Linked DNA regions of Zea mays: region 1 is linked to region 2. A link is a contact called in public Hi-C data. All regions are on one chromosome and are shown on one strand. The core of a region is the stretch at or near the end of the contact, and the rest is flanking DNA. Distances in the headings are between cores, read along the strand shown.

Region 1 (2,700 bases), core at 138-2,637, 140 kb before region 2:
CTAGGAACCCCCAACAAACACTTGTTCAGTCATTTGCCATAGACTAACAAAATGAATTGGAAAATTATATGGCGCCCTCTTTAGCTAAAATACCATGTTGCAATGTTTAAAAAATCATCACAAAAATCATTAAGTTCACCTAAAGCCGTAACAATTCAGTTTGAAATTCATCTTTAGTATTGAGATTAAAAAAACAGAAGTGTGACTGACTGACTGTCAGCACATGATGGACAGTGCCAGGTTGACTGCTTGTCTATTTTGCTTCTCTACATCTATGATGAATTTCAAACTGAAATATTATAGCTATTCTTAACTTTATGTGTACTATATACATGGTTTTTGTGACCATCTTTTAAACATTGCAACATGGTATTTTAGCTAACGAGTGCACTAAGCTAAATCTGCACTCAAATGAATTATACAATAGGGGGTTCTTTCTAATGATTCCAATCCTCTAGAATTCATCTATTCTCCCCTTGTTACAAAGGGGTCCTACGAGAAGACAAGGCAACTGAAACTGCAAACCAGTCATCAATACCAAGTGAATAGTTTCACTGCTAAGAAGCACAGGCAGACTCTACAGATTAAAGATTTTTATGCCTCTGAAAATACTCCGAAACCACAACAGCATCAGAGCATTATGAAAATTCCTTTGCTACCCGAATAATCATCAGAAGCATCCAATTGTCATGATTTTCAACCCTAATCCCCTATTTTGACCCAAATATAATGTCAAAGCAGAGAAACAGCACCAATAGCACCAGCTCAACATTCAGCCGATCGATTCGACCACGCAGTCGAACTAACCAATCCCTAAAGCAACGACCCAGCGGCGTATCCATCCGCGGGGTGAGGGCAGGGACGGAGGCGGTTTTACCTCGCACTGGCGCGAGTTGCTATGGTCGAGCCACTGGAGGAGGCAGTCCTGGTGCACGAACTTGATGCTGCCGCTGCAGGCGCACGGGTACCGCAGTGGGTGATCCTCGTCGCCATGGTTACGGCAGATCCGGCACACGTCCCCCTCCTCCTCCCCTTCGTCGTCCTCCTCCCCGTGCGGCGGCCGCGGCTCCTCCGGCACCTCGCCCGCGACGGCCCGTTCGGCGATCTCCGCCATGGCTGCCTCGACGGGTCGGCGGCGAGGCTAGCCGCGTTCGATCGATCGCCCGGGGGGCGGTACGCGGATAGGGGATGAAGGCGGCGGTGGCCTGGGCCCTGGTGTGGTGGGGGAGGAAATGGCAGCGAAAAGAGGAAGAAAAGAACGTGGGTCGTGGGGTTCTTCGTACGCGCTGCTGACGAGGCGGTGGGATTGGGAATGTGGGAGCTGGTCTGCTGCAATCCAGTGCAATTCTTCTGTCCCAACCCATGTCCTGCGTAATAAGGCTAGCCGCACTCGCTACTGGACACGCGAACGCTATCCTTTAGCGTAGAAATTTTTGCCGCAGCGGGAGACAGGATGAGCTACCCTATGCAGCGTAAGAGTGAACGCTATATCTGGCATAACTCTATCTCGCTCTCCTCTCCTCGGCGCAAACTACCGCACGCGCACGCGCCTTCCGTCCGAGCGCCGGCGTTTTGCTCCCTCGCCCGCGGCTGGTCGGCGGCACGCGAGGCAGGGACGTGCTCCGAGCGCACGAGGCAGGGACGTGCTCCGTCGCCCGGGCAACGAGCAGGCGCAGGCGAGGCAGGCATAGGCTCGGGCGACGCATCTAGGCGAGACTGAAGCGGGGGAGCCGGGAAGCACGCCGGACGAGGCGGAGGCGGGCGCAGCGAGCCTGGATCCGGAGGCGGAGGCGGGCGCGGCGAGTGGATCCGGAGGCGGAGGCGGGCGCGGCGAGCCTGGATCCGGAGGCGCGGCAAGCCTGGATCCGGAGGCGGAGGCGGTACCGGACCCCGACGCGGCAACCTGGAGCAAGCAAAGTCGTCCCCCAGATCCGGAGGCTTGGAGGTTGGGGGAGGAGAGGAAGAAGTCGGATCTGCTCAGGGAAGCGCAAAGGGGAACCGCAAGCGACGACGTTCGAAGGAGGTAGAGGCATCATCGGAGGAGAGTTCCACCGCGCGGTCTGCTCGTCCATTTCGTCGATTTAGGTAATTTATGAATCCAGTAGATCTTGTTTTGAATGAGATTCATTGTTTGTGAACTTGTTTTGAATGAGATTCAAATATATATGTATGTGTGTGAACTCTGAAATACTTATTTATAGGCTAACAATGTGTCTAACGATTTCTTGATATATACACCTGTCCAGAGGCGGATCTACAGTGTGGGCAATGTGGGCCATGGCCCCACATCAATTTTTGTAATATTCATAATACCATATAGGATTAGATTAGAGGGAGCAGGAGTCTCAGGTCCATTTCGTTCCAGCGTCCATCCGGTCACGGCCCATGCCCCATTGGCCCATTCGTTGTTCACCCAGGAGGCCAGAATCTCAGCTCTTTCGTCACGTCTTGTGTTGGCCGCCTGCCGCCGCCGGCCGCCTGCATCCCACCGCGGCATCGCCGATCGCGTCATCGCGACATCGCCCCACACCACAGGACACCACATAGTACTTTCATATTTTATTTGCATATTGTAGTTTCATATTTTATTTTCATGTTGTGTTGCCTAGCTAACTAATTATTTTTGTAAGATAGATATGTGAATAATCAAGGCCATGTGATGGAACGGTTTCTTGCCCTCAAGCATGTCAAGGATACTAC
Region 2 (2,700 bases), core at 199-2,698:
AGGTCCGGCAAGCGGTCGCCGCCGCCGGCCGGCAGAGAGTGACAGAGGACGACCTCAGCAACCTGCGCTACATGCACCTGGTCATCAAGGAGGGCCTTCGGCTCCACCCACCCTTGCCGCTCCTGCTCCCACGGGAGTGCCGGAGCTCGTGCCAGGTCCAGGGGTTCGACGTGCCGGCGGGCACGATGGTGTTCGTGAACGCGTGGGCGATCGCTAGGGACCCCAGCCACTGGGACAGGCCTGAGGAGTTCGTGCCTGAGAGATTTGAAAGCAGCAGCGTCGACTTCAAGGGGACGGACTTCGACTACCTACCGTTCGGGGCAGGACGAAGGATGTGCCCGGGCATGGCGTTTGGGCTCGTGAGCATGGAGCTTGCGCTCGCTAGCCTCCTCTACCATTTTGACTGGGAGCTGCCGCCTGGGATGACGGCCGCGGATGTAGACATGACCGAGAAGATGGGGGTCACGGCTCGACGGCTCCACCACCTCCTGCTTGTCCCCTCCGCCCGAGTGCCCGTGACCTAGCTAGGTCTGGTCCACGAGCAGAACCTGGAAACTTCGCATACTTGGATAACGCTGAATATCAATACTTGCTTAATAAATTCAGCTATTTTGGATAACGTTTTGCCTCATTTTTTTAACAAGTCCATAATCCGATTCCGTGCACTGCTACTTATGTGCTAGATCTTTTTACCGCACTGTTAGTTTTCTACTTTTTCTTGCGGTGAAATTTGTCTACTTGGGCTTAGGTTTTTAAGTCAAAGTGAGGGCTTGTTTGCCACGGCTCCGGCTTCACCAAAAATGACTTCGGCTCTACCTTCTCTTCAAAAACAATTTATCTATAGAAGCTAGTGTTTTTTAACAAATCGACTAACGAAATGGTTACTCTTGGCACAAGAGAAAGGCAAGAAGAGTAGGGGAAGAGCCGCTATGAGCCAAATTTTTTTTGGCTCCACCTTCTCTATAAAAAATGGTTTCAGGCGGATCTTAAATCAGTTTGGAAAAGCTCTTTTTAGCCATTTTTTTTGGCTCCGCCTTCTCTTTACTGTGAGCTCTTTTTTAGACTGTTTGGAAAAGCTCGTCCAAGAGTCGAAGCCGGATCTTAAGTCAGTTTGGGAGCCCTCATAAATATGTCCTGAGTGTTTAGATATTTCTAACTTTATTTTAAGATTTAATAAGCTATTAGTTCAATAAAAGGAAACTCTGAGACGGTGCCGTTGTCATGCATGCACGACAGCACGAGGACGAGTCCAACTTTTGTGCTGAAAAAAGCCCGAGCTGGTGGGGCCCATAGACGGTCGCGATCGAGTCCATGGGCCGTGGTCCATCGCATGGCAGGTCGGCAACCCGGCCGGCCGTGTCCTCCAAGACTTCGCCTTCCGCGACCCGACCGCCGCGACCACTATATATAACCGCGTACGCCCCCACCCCACGAGCGGCCGTGAAATCGCGCTCCGATTTGTGCTTCTGCGACTTCAATCGGCCAGTCCGAAAAATCCAAGGACATTGCCGGGCGGAACCCTCCCCTCCACCCACATCATGGCGGCGACGACTGTGGCAAGCCGGAAGCGAGGGACGGCGGCCTTCCTCGATGACCCCTTCTCCTTCCCCGGCGACCTGCCGTGCCTGCAGACGAAGCGCGGCCGGTGCTCGTCGTCGATTGTTGCCGCCGACCTCGGCCTCAGCTTCCCGCTGGAGTTCGACCCGGTCGAGGCACTCCATCTCATCTTCCCGGGCGAGGATCGGCAGGTGCGTCGATGCGCGTTTAACGATCAAATTTCGTACATAGATTGTTTACTGATTATTAGTCCTAATCAATCACGGTGGCTTTGTGCTGCAACTAGCTTGATATCTTTACAATACATAGTTGACTGCGAAATTCAGTGCCTTTTGAATTTCAATCGGCCTGTCGAACATAAGTTGGCTTGAGCTCAAATATTTAACCTTAAATAGGAGTGCATGATAAAATACAGCTCTATCTATGTGCCTAAACGGCTAAACCTGTACTTAGTGATTTCTGTTGGTTTCAACTCTAACCTACTGCCTATCCAACTTATTTGGAACTAAAAGACTTTGCCATTGTTGTTACCATAGGATTTATGCACCTAAAACCTTTTCCCCTTAATTGCAAGGTTCTACAAAACCATTTACAAGCGTCAGGAAATGTCCTGGATGCTGCGATCAGAGCATACAAAGATTATTTGGCAGAAAGAAGCAAAGAATCTGCTTCTGCCATCAACTATGTTCCATCCGACAACGAGGAAGGAGATAGCATTCTATCTGAATCTGAATCTGATGGTACGCAGCATCTGCATATATTGCAGCCAAAATATCAGCACTAATATCTTCCTATATTTCCATCACAATTAAGAAAATAAAAAAAGTCACACTGATGCCATGTTTCATATATCGATATATTTTCATGAAACCAAAGTTATTTAATCATTTGAATCAGCTACCGTTAACTTAAACCTTACTGCATCGATGGTTACTGCAGTTTACCTAAAAGAAGAAACCATTCCCACCAATTGCTCTGGATGGGCTGAGGTCATCGTCAAGGAGATGTCCTCTGCTTCGGATTTGACCGATGCCAAGAACCGCGCCTTCAAGATACTCAAACTGTTTGAGAAATCGGCTGACAGGAGCAGTAGCCCAGATGAAAAGAGAGAAGTGAACAAGGTATCAAGATTGTCTAAACTTA

What was found. A called contact is a pair of places that touch in the nucleus more often than the background predicts.
Region 1: a contact with region 2 is called in a Hi-C map of tassel, with 2.6 times the contacts expected there. The contact joins the promoter of LOC100501213 here to the promoter of LOC100275374 in region 2. A contact is called at or near these places in 2 of 25 Hi-C or Micro-C datasets (leaf and tassel).

The regions. Positions count from the first base shown.
Region 1 is chr6:107,146,726-107,149,425 of Zm-B73-REFERENCE-NAM-5.0, reverse strand. LOC100501213 (probable E3 ubiquitin ligase SUD1) reads right to left here and starts at 1,387. Exons shown (of 9, transcript XM_008650826.3): 1 at 878-1,387. The coding sequence starts at 1,114. It overlaps LOC103629712, which reads left to right and starts at 1,416. Exons shown (of 5, transcript XM_035960096.1): 1 at 1,416-2,700.
Region 2 is chr6:107,010,453-107,013,152 of Zm-B73-REFERENCE-NAM-5.0, reverse strand. LOC100275374 reads left to right here and starts at 1,448. Exons shown (of 5, transcript NM_001371650.1): 1 at 1,448-1,748; 2 at 2,132-2,297; 3 at 2,497-2,678. The coding sequence starts at 1,539. LOC103629710 (zealexin A1 synthase-like) reads left to right here. Exons shown (of 2, transcript XM_008650823.4): 2 at 1-619. The coding sequence ends at 524.